Regions from separate parts of the Rattus norvegicus genome. Here region 1 is linked to region 2. Evidence: chromatin contacts called from public Hi-C data. All regions are on one chromosome and are shown on one strand. The core of a region is the stretch at or near the end of the contact, and the rest is flanking DNA. Distances in the headings are between cores, read along the strand shown. Region 1 has its middle 72 kb from the start of Svil. Region 2 overlaps Svil (supervillin).

What was found. A called contact is a pair of places that touch in the nucleus more often than the background predicts.
Region 1: a contact with region 2 is called in a Hi-C map of Schwann cells, with 7 times the contacts expected there. The contact joins two enhancer-like sites. A contact is called at or near these places in 2 of 12 Hi-C or Micro-C datasets (the A7r5 cell line and Schwann cells) and 1 of 1 datasets of contacts at active chromatin or transcription factors (oligodendrocytes).

What each region holds. Positions count from the first base shown.
Region 1 is chr17:57,533,606-57,536,305 of GRCr8, reverse strand. It overlaps a transcript of Svil not described here. Among named protein-coding and RNA genes, the nearest start is that of Svil, 72 kb to the right of the region's middle. Within about 2 kb of position 1,440, at least 4 of the 93 cell types and tissues checked have an H3K27ac peak or open chromatin away from gene starts, as enhancers often do. A contact at or near this core is called in Schwann cells, where this site is marked.
Region 2 is chr17:57,394,572-57,397,271 of GRCr8, reverse strand. Svil (supervillin) reads left to right here. Exons shown (of 38, transcript NM_001108416.3): 15 at 339-918; 16 at 1,611-1,830. Among named protein-coding and RNA genes, the nearest start is that of Svil, 67 kb to the left of the region's middle. Within about 2 kb of position 1,336, at least 3 of the 93 cell types and tissues checked have an H3K27ac peak or open chromatin away from gene starts, as enhancers often do. A contact at or near this core is called in Schwann cells, where this site is marked.

The DNA.
Region 1 (2,700 bases), core at 191-2,690, 140 kb before region 2:
AGCCTATGGAGTCCCAGTGGCTGGCCTTAGGGTAAAGCTACTGCTGCTGCTCTCTCAGCCAAATGTTCAGCCCCTCTGGGCTTCCTTTCCTTCCTTCAGGATGGGGATAATAGTACTCTAGCCTGATTTCCAGCTATAGGCATAAAATTAGATAAAGTATGTAAGATACTTGGCACAGTGCCCAGAACATAGTAGCTGTACACCAACAGATGAGGTGTAAGAACGGCATTTCCCCTCTCTTCATTCCCATGTGGCATCGAGACAGGTAAAGAAGACAGTAGCCATTGGCACACCCTCACCCCCACGCTTTTCAGTTCTTTACTCTTCTGCACTGAAGGATTCCTCCACTTTGTCAGCAAGCTGAGAGTGGGGAAGGTTGTTGTCGATGGAAACTTTGTCCACTTGTGGGAGAAATTTGCAAGGGCCTCCGGAACTGCGAGGCCTTCCTCCTGGCCATGCCACTGTAATTTTGTGGCTAAGTTTCCAGTCATTTCCCTTTCCTTTAGACTTAAAGTCTATCCGAATAACCAACAAGACAAGACTTAAACCAAACAACTTAAAACTGAACTGAGAAAAGGAAGTCGGTATTCCTTTTCTTTCTTCTCTGTCCAATTAATGGTCCATCTGTAATGCTAAAGAAAAAGAACCTGGTTCTGTGAAAATCGTGCTGCCCAATCTTGGAAAGAGGGGCCATTTTATTTGGGAAAATGGAAATAGTTTCTGAGTCTTTAAGTGTGTGGATAGGAGGAAGGGGAGCCCAAGCTCTCCTTTCAGCTCTGTTTTCTCAAGTTGTGGTAGACTCTACGTCCTGAAACTTGCTGTGCTCTGAGAAGCAAGAAGAAAGGCATTCAGTGGTGAAGCTGAGCAAACATGGAGTAGCCAGGGTGTCCATTTCATACAAGGAAACACTGGGAAAGTTCTCAACTTCATAAACCTCAGTGTAGGAATAATTCGTCCTGCTCTCCTCTCCCTCCCCTGCCCTCCCCTCTCTTCTCCTCCTCTCCCTTCCCTTCCCCCTTCCCCTCCCCTCTCTTCTCCTCCTCTCCCTCTCCTCTCCCCTCCTTCTCCTCTTTTCTCCCCTCCCCTCCCTTCCCCTCTCTTCCCTTCCCCCCCTTCCTCTCCTTTCCCCCTCCCCTCCCCTCCCGCCTCCTCCCCTCCCTCCCTGTGTTCTGGCCTTTATCTTTCAAACACTTAGAGGTTAAAACCCTGGAGGTTCTGCCAAGCCATTCACCGTGGATGGTGTGGTTTTGACAAAGTGTTTCTTCTGTCTGTGGTATAAATGGGAGAAGGAGAGGGCCTGTGACTGCCCGGATTCCACATTTGGACATGAAATGTATAGCTCTCTCCCACACTGGAAATGAGCTCCCTGTAGCCAGTCAACAGATGCAGAGGTTAGGAGCAGGGTCTCCCCCACACCCCTGCTTTGTGCCTCAGCTCCATTTGTAGCCACTTGTTGTGCCCCCAGTGTGAAGCCTGAAGCAGCTGCAGGGCATGCGCCAGGCCTGCTCAGGGCATTCGCTTCCTTTGTTGGGAGGATGAACAGGCAATGTTATTTTGGATCACATAGCAGCCTGTTCAAAAGCGTCCTGCATTCCCCAGCTGTTCCTCGGAGGCTTTGAGAAGAGAGCAAGAACGTGCCAGCTGCTGGACCACTGAAGTTCCACTTACTGCCTTTGTCCAGTAACAAGGAGGCTAAAATCCAGGAACTGTTGTTAGCATGGCACTTGCAAATGGTGTCTGTTTCTGTAATATCAGTGATAGTCTCAATAGAGTTAGAGCATGTCACGGCAAGACTCAAAGGCAGATGTCACACACCCCCCTCAGAGCTATTGTTTTAAAGATTTTATTTTTAAATTGTGTGTGCGTGTGTGTGCGTGTGTGTGTGTGCATGCGTGCATGAGTGCGTGCGCACGCGCGTGTGTCTCTGTGTGTGTGTGTGTGTGTGTGTGTGTGTATGTGTGTGTGTTGTATGGGTATGTACACTTAACTGCAGGAACCCAAGGAGGCCAGAAGAGGAAATTAGGTTCCCTGGAATCTGTTAGGATAAGTCTTAAAAGCAAATGTCACAACTTATTTCTCTCTCTCTCTCTCTCTCTCTCTCTCTCTCTCTCTCTCTCCCTCTCTCTCTCTCTCCCTCCTTCCTTCCCCCTCCCTCTCTCCCTCCCTCTTTCTTTTTTTTTGTCAAAGTAACTTTCAAAATATTTTACTTATTTATTTTTTAGTATATGTGTGTGTGTATATATGGACAGGTGGGTGCTCCTAGAGGCCAATATTGGCCAACAGATCTCCTGGAGCTGGAGTTACAGGTGATCATGAGCTCCCCAGCATGGGTGGGAGGAACCAAACTGGAGTCCTGCCCCAGGGGCAGTATACACTCTTACCTGCTGGACCATCTCTCCAGCCTCTCAAAGTAATTTTAAAGGATATATGTTTATATGTATGTTTTTTGATAGTTTTTCCATACTTAAAACAGCCTGGCTTATCTTTCATTGATTACTAACACGATAGACGTAGCATTAGACTTGACTTCCGAGTCTGGCTTTAAACACTGGCCTAGGGCAGTGGCTCTCAACTTTCCTAATGCTGCAACCCTTTAAAACAGTTCGTCATGTTGTGGTGACCCCAACCATAAAATTATTTCCTTCGCTACTTAATATCTGTCATTTTGCTACCCTCATTAATCAGAACACAGGTACCTGA
Region 2 (2,700 bases), core at 87-2,586:
AATATTGCTCTTGGGTTTATGGTACAGGACAGGGTTAACAGGTGAGCCTATGAGTGGCTTCATCTTCCCGTCCCTAAGGAAGAACCAGACCCACGTTTGCTACTTCCTCTCTTGTTCATAACTTGCTTGGAATGAGTCCACTGTGGTTGACTATAAAAGCAGAGGCAAGCTGCCTCCCCAGAATGTTTGTCTGTGATTTGTTCTGTGTGTTCTGTAACCATGCAGGCTGGCTATCTAGTAAGGCATCACAGGAGGCCATACTGCAGGTGTATTATCCCCACCCCAGCCAGTCCCCTCTGGTGACGCTGCTTCTAAACTGTGTCCCCCCCCACTCCCAGGTGCAGAGTGGGAAGCTCATCTCCTTCTCCCCTACTGTGAACACCTCTGTTTCTACCATGGCTTCTGCAGTTGCTCCCACATATGCAGGGGACCTTCGAAAGCCGTCTGTTGACAACAGTGCAAGTGCCCCTGACTATAAGTCTCCTTCTCCTGTGGAAAACTCAGACTCTCCAGTCAGAAGCATTCTGAAACCACAAGCCTGGCGGCCTTTGGCAGAGCACAGTGGGAGCAAAGGAATGCCGGAGGAGTCCGGAGAGACGGAAAGCAAGAATTCTCTGACTGCAGCTGCTGAAGACAGTCACATTCAAACACGAGGAGCCGTGGAGGAGGAAGTGGAGCCCTCCTACCCCATCCTTGGCAGAGTCGGGGAGGGTGATGGTCAGAAGGAGCCTAAGTATGCCAACCTCAGGAGGGGAAGCTTAGAGCTAGGGAATTCTTCTGCCACACACCTTGGTGATGAGCTGAAGGAATTTTCCACTGCTAAAAGCAGTTTGCAAGAGAGTCTGGACCTGAAGGATAAGCAGGCCTCGGAGGAGAATGCAGATGTGGAGAATGTCATGAGGAAGTTCTCACTCAAAGGTAAGGCTCTGCAGCTAACTCCCAGGCTTTCTAAGGGCTCCGCAGTCTGACAGACTTCTCGCACGTGTTTGGGTTGTTTCTGCTTAACTACATCTAGAGACAGGTTATCACTAGAATCGATCAGAAGGTCAGCGACTCATAGTCCTTTCCCCAGACCTCTCTTCCCCTCAATTCTGACACAATGAACTGATAGAGTCTACAAAGCAAAAGTGGCTGCCATCTTAACACCCCTTGATAAGGGTTTCGGGTGACTGGTGACATTAACTCACACAATAGCCTTCTGAGCTCCCAGGCTGTGTTGACCCCTTTTACTAAAGTTGACGGCCCAAAAGTCCTGCGCCCAGTAAGCACAGAGAATAAGGACTTGAACCCGGCATGGTTTCCAGACTCGTCATGCATTCTGATGATGTAGTTTATGCTCTGTCCGCATTAGAGACTGACCTACATTGATTGTATGTCAGTTGTGACGGGCTTGGGGTGAGTTCAGCTCACTAGAAATGAAGATGTGCTGATTAAGAGCAGTAAGCCCACTGGCAGCATAGCTGACTCAGGCTAGCTTTCTCTCAGCGGCTTGTGCTGCAGTGGCCTGGGCAACTCACCATGTGCCCACCTTACTCCAGTACTGCACCTCAGTGTGTACAGCTGGAAAGATGTTTGCCCAGAGACTGATGCTGACTGGCTCTCCTTCTCAGAGTTTGGAGAAACTGCTTCTGAGAAGACGGAGACAGCTGCCAGGAAAGCCTCTGTTCCGATGGCAACCCCAGGGGCCTGGAAGCAGCAGGAGTCCTCTGAGCAGCTAGCAGAGAAGCTCTTCAAGAACCCCTGTGCCATGTTTGCTTCTGGAGAGGTCAAAGTGCCAGCGGGCGACAGTAGCCTGGATTCACCCAGCAAAACCATGTCAATCAAAGAAAGGTAAGCCCTCTGGTGATTGGCAGATATATTGTGGAGGGATGTGGGCTATGCTGCCATGCTAAAATAGTCCTGGGAAGCCAAGGCATAAGAGCATGAGCTGCACCTACTTTAGCAAAGTTGTAATGTCCAGTCCAGACTCGAAGGAAGGATGAACAGGGACACCTTGCTTGTCTCTCTCTTATGTCATATCCATTTCGTTCGGAGCTGAGATCTAGGCTCTTTCTCCTACAGAAGCATGTGATTCAAACTGTAGGTACCCTCTGACGTTCTGGGTAAAATAAATATAGGGTGAAGATAGATAAGTTCACACAGAGGATCTGTGTCTTAGAGATTAGAATCTGTCTGCTGCATATTATAGGAAATAAGATGAATTGCCTTTCTCTAAATTTTTATTACATTTACTTACTTGTGCACAACACACGCGCGCGCGTGCGTGTGTGTGTGTGTGTGCTTATACATGTGCCATAAAATATGTGTGAGGTCGATGGACAACTTGCAGAAATCACTTCTTTCCTTCCAGTATGTGGCTCCTGGGATGGACTCAGGCTGTCGGTCTTGGCATGCAGAACCATCTCACCTGTCAAAGATGAATGATTGCTCTGAACATTTAGATTTTTTTCTTTCCCTCCCACCCTCTTCCTTCCCTTTTTCCCTCTCTTCCTTCCTTTTTCCTTCCTTCCTTCCTTTTCTCCCTCCTTCCCTCCCTTTCTTCCTTGCTTTTCCCTCTCCCCCTTTCCCCTCCCCTTCCTTCTCTCTTTCCTCCCTCCCTCCCTCCTTCTCTTCCTCCCTTCCTTAATGCCCTCTCAATTCTTTCTAACTTCCTCACTCCCCCTCCCTCTCCAGTCTCTCACCCCCTTTCCCCTTCCCCTT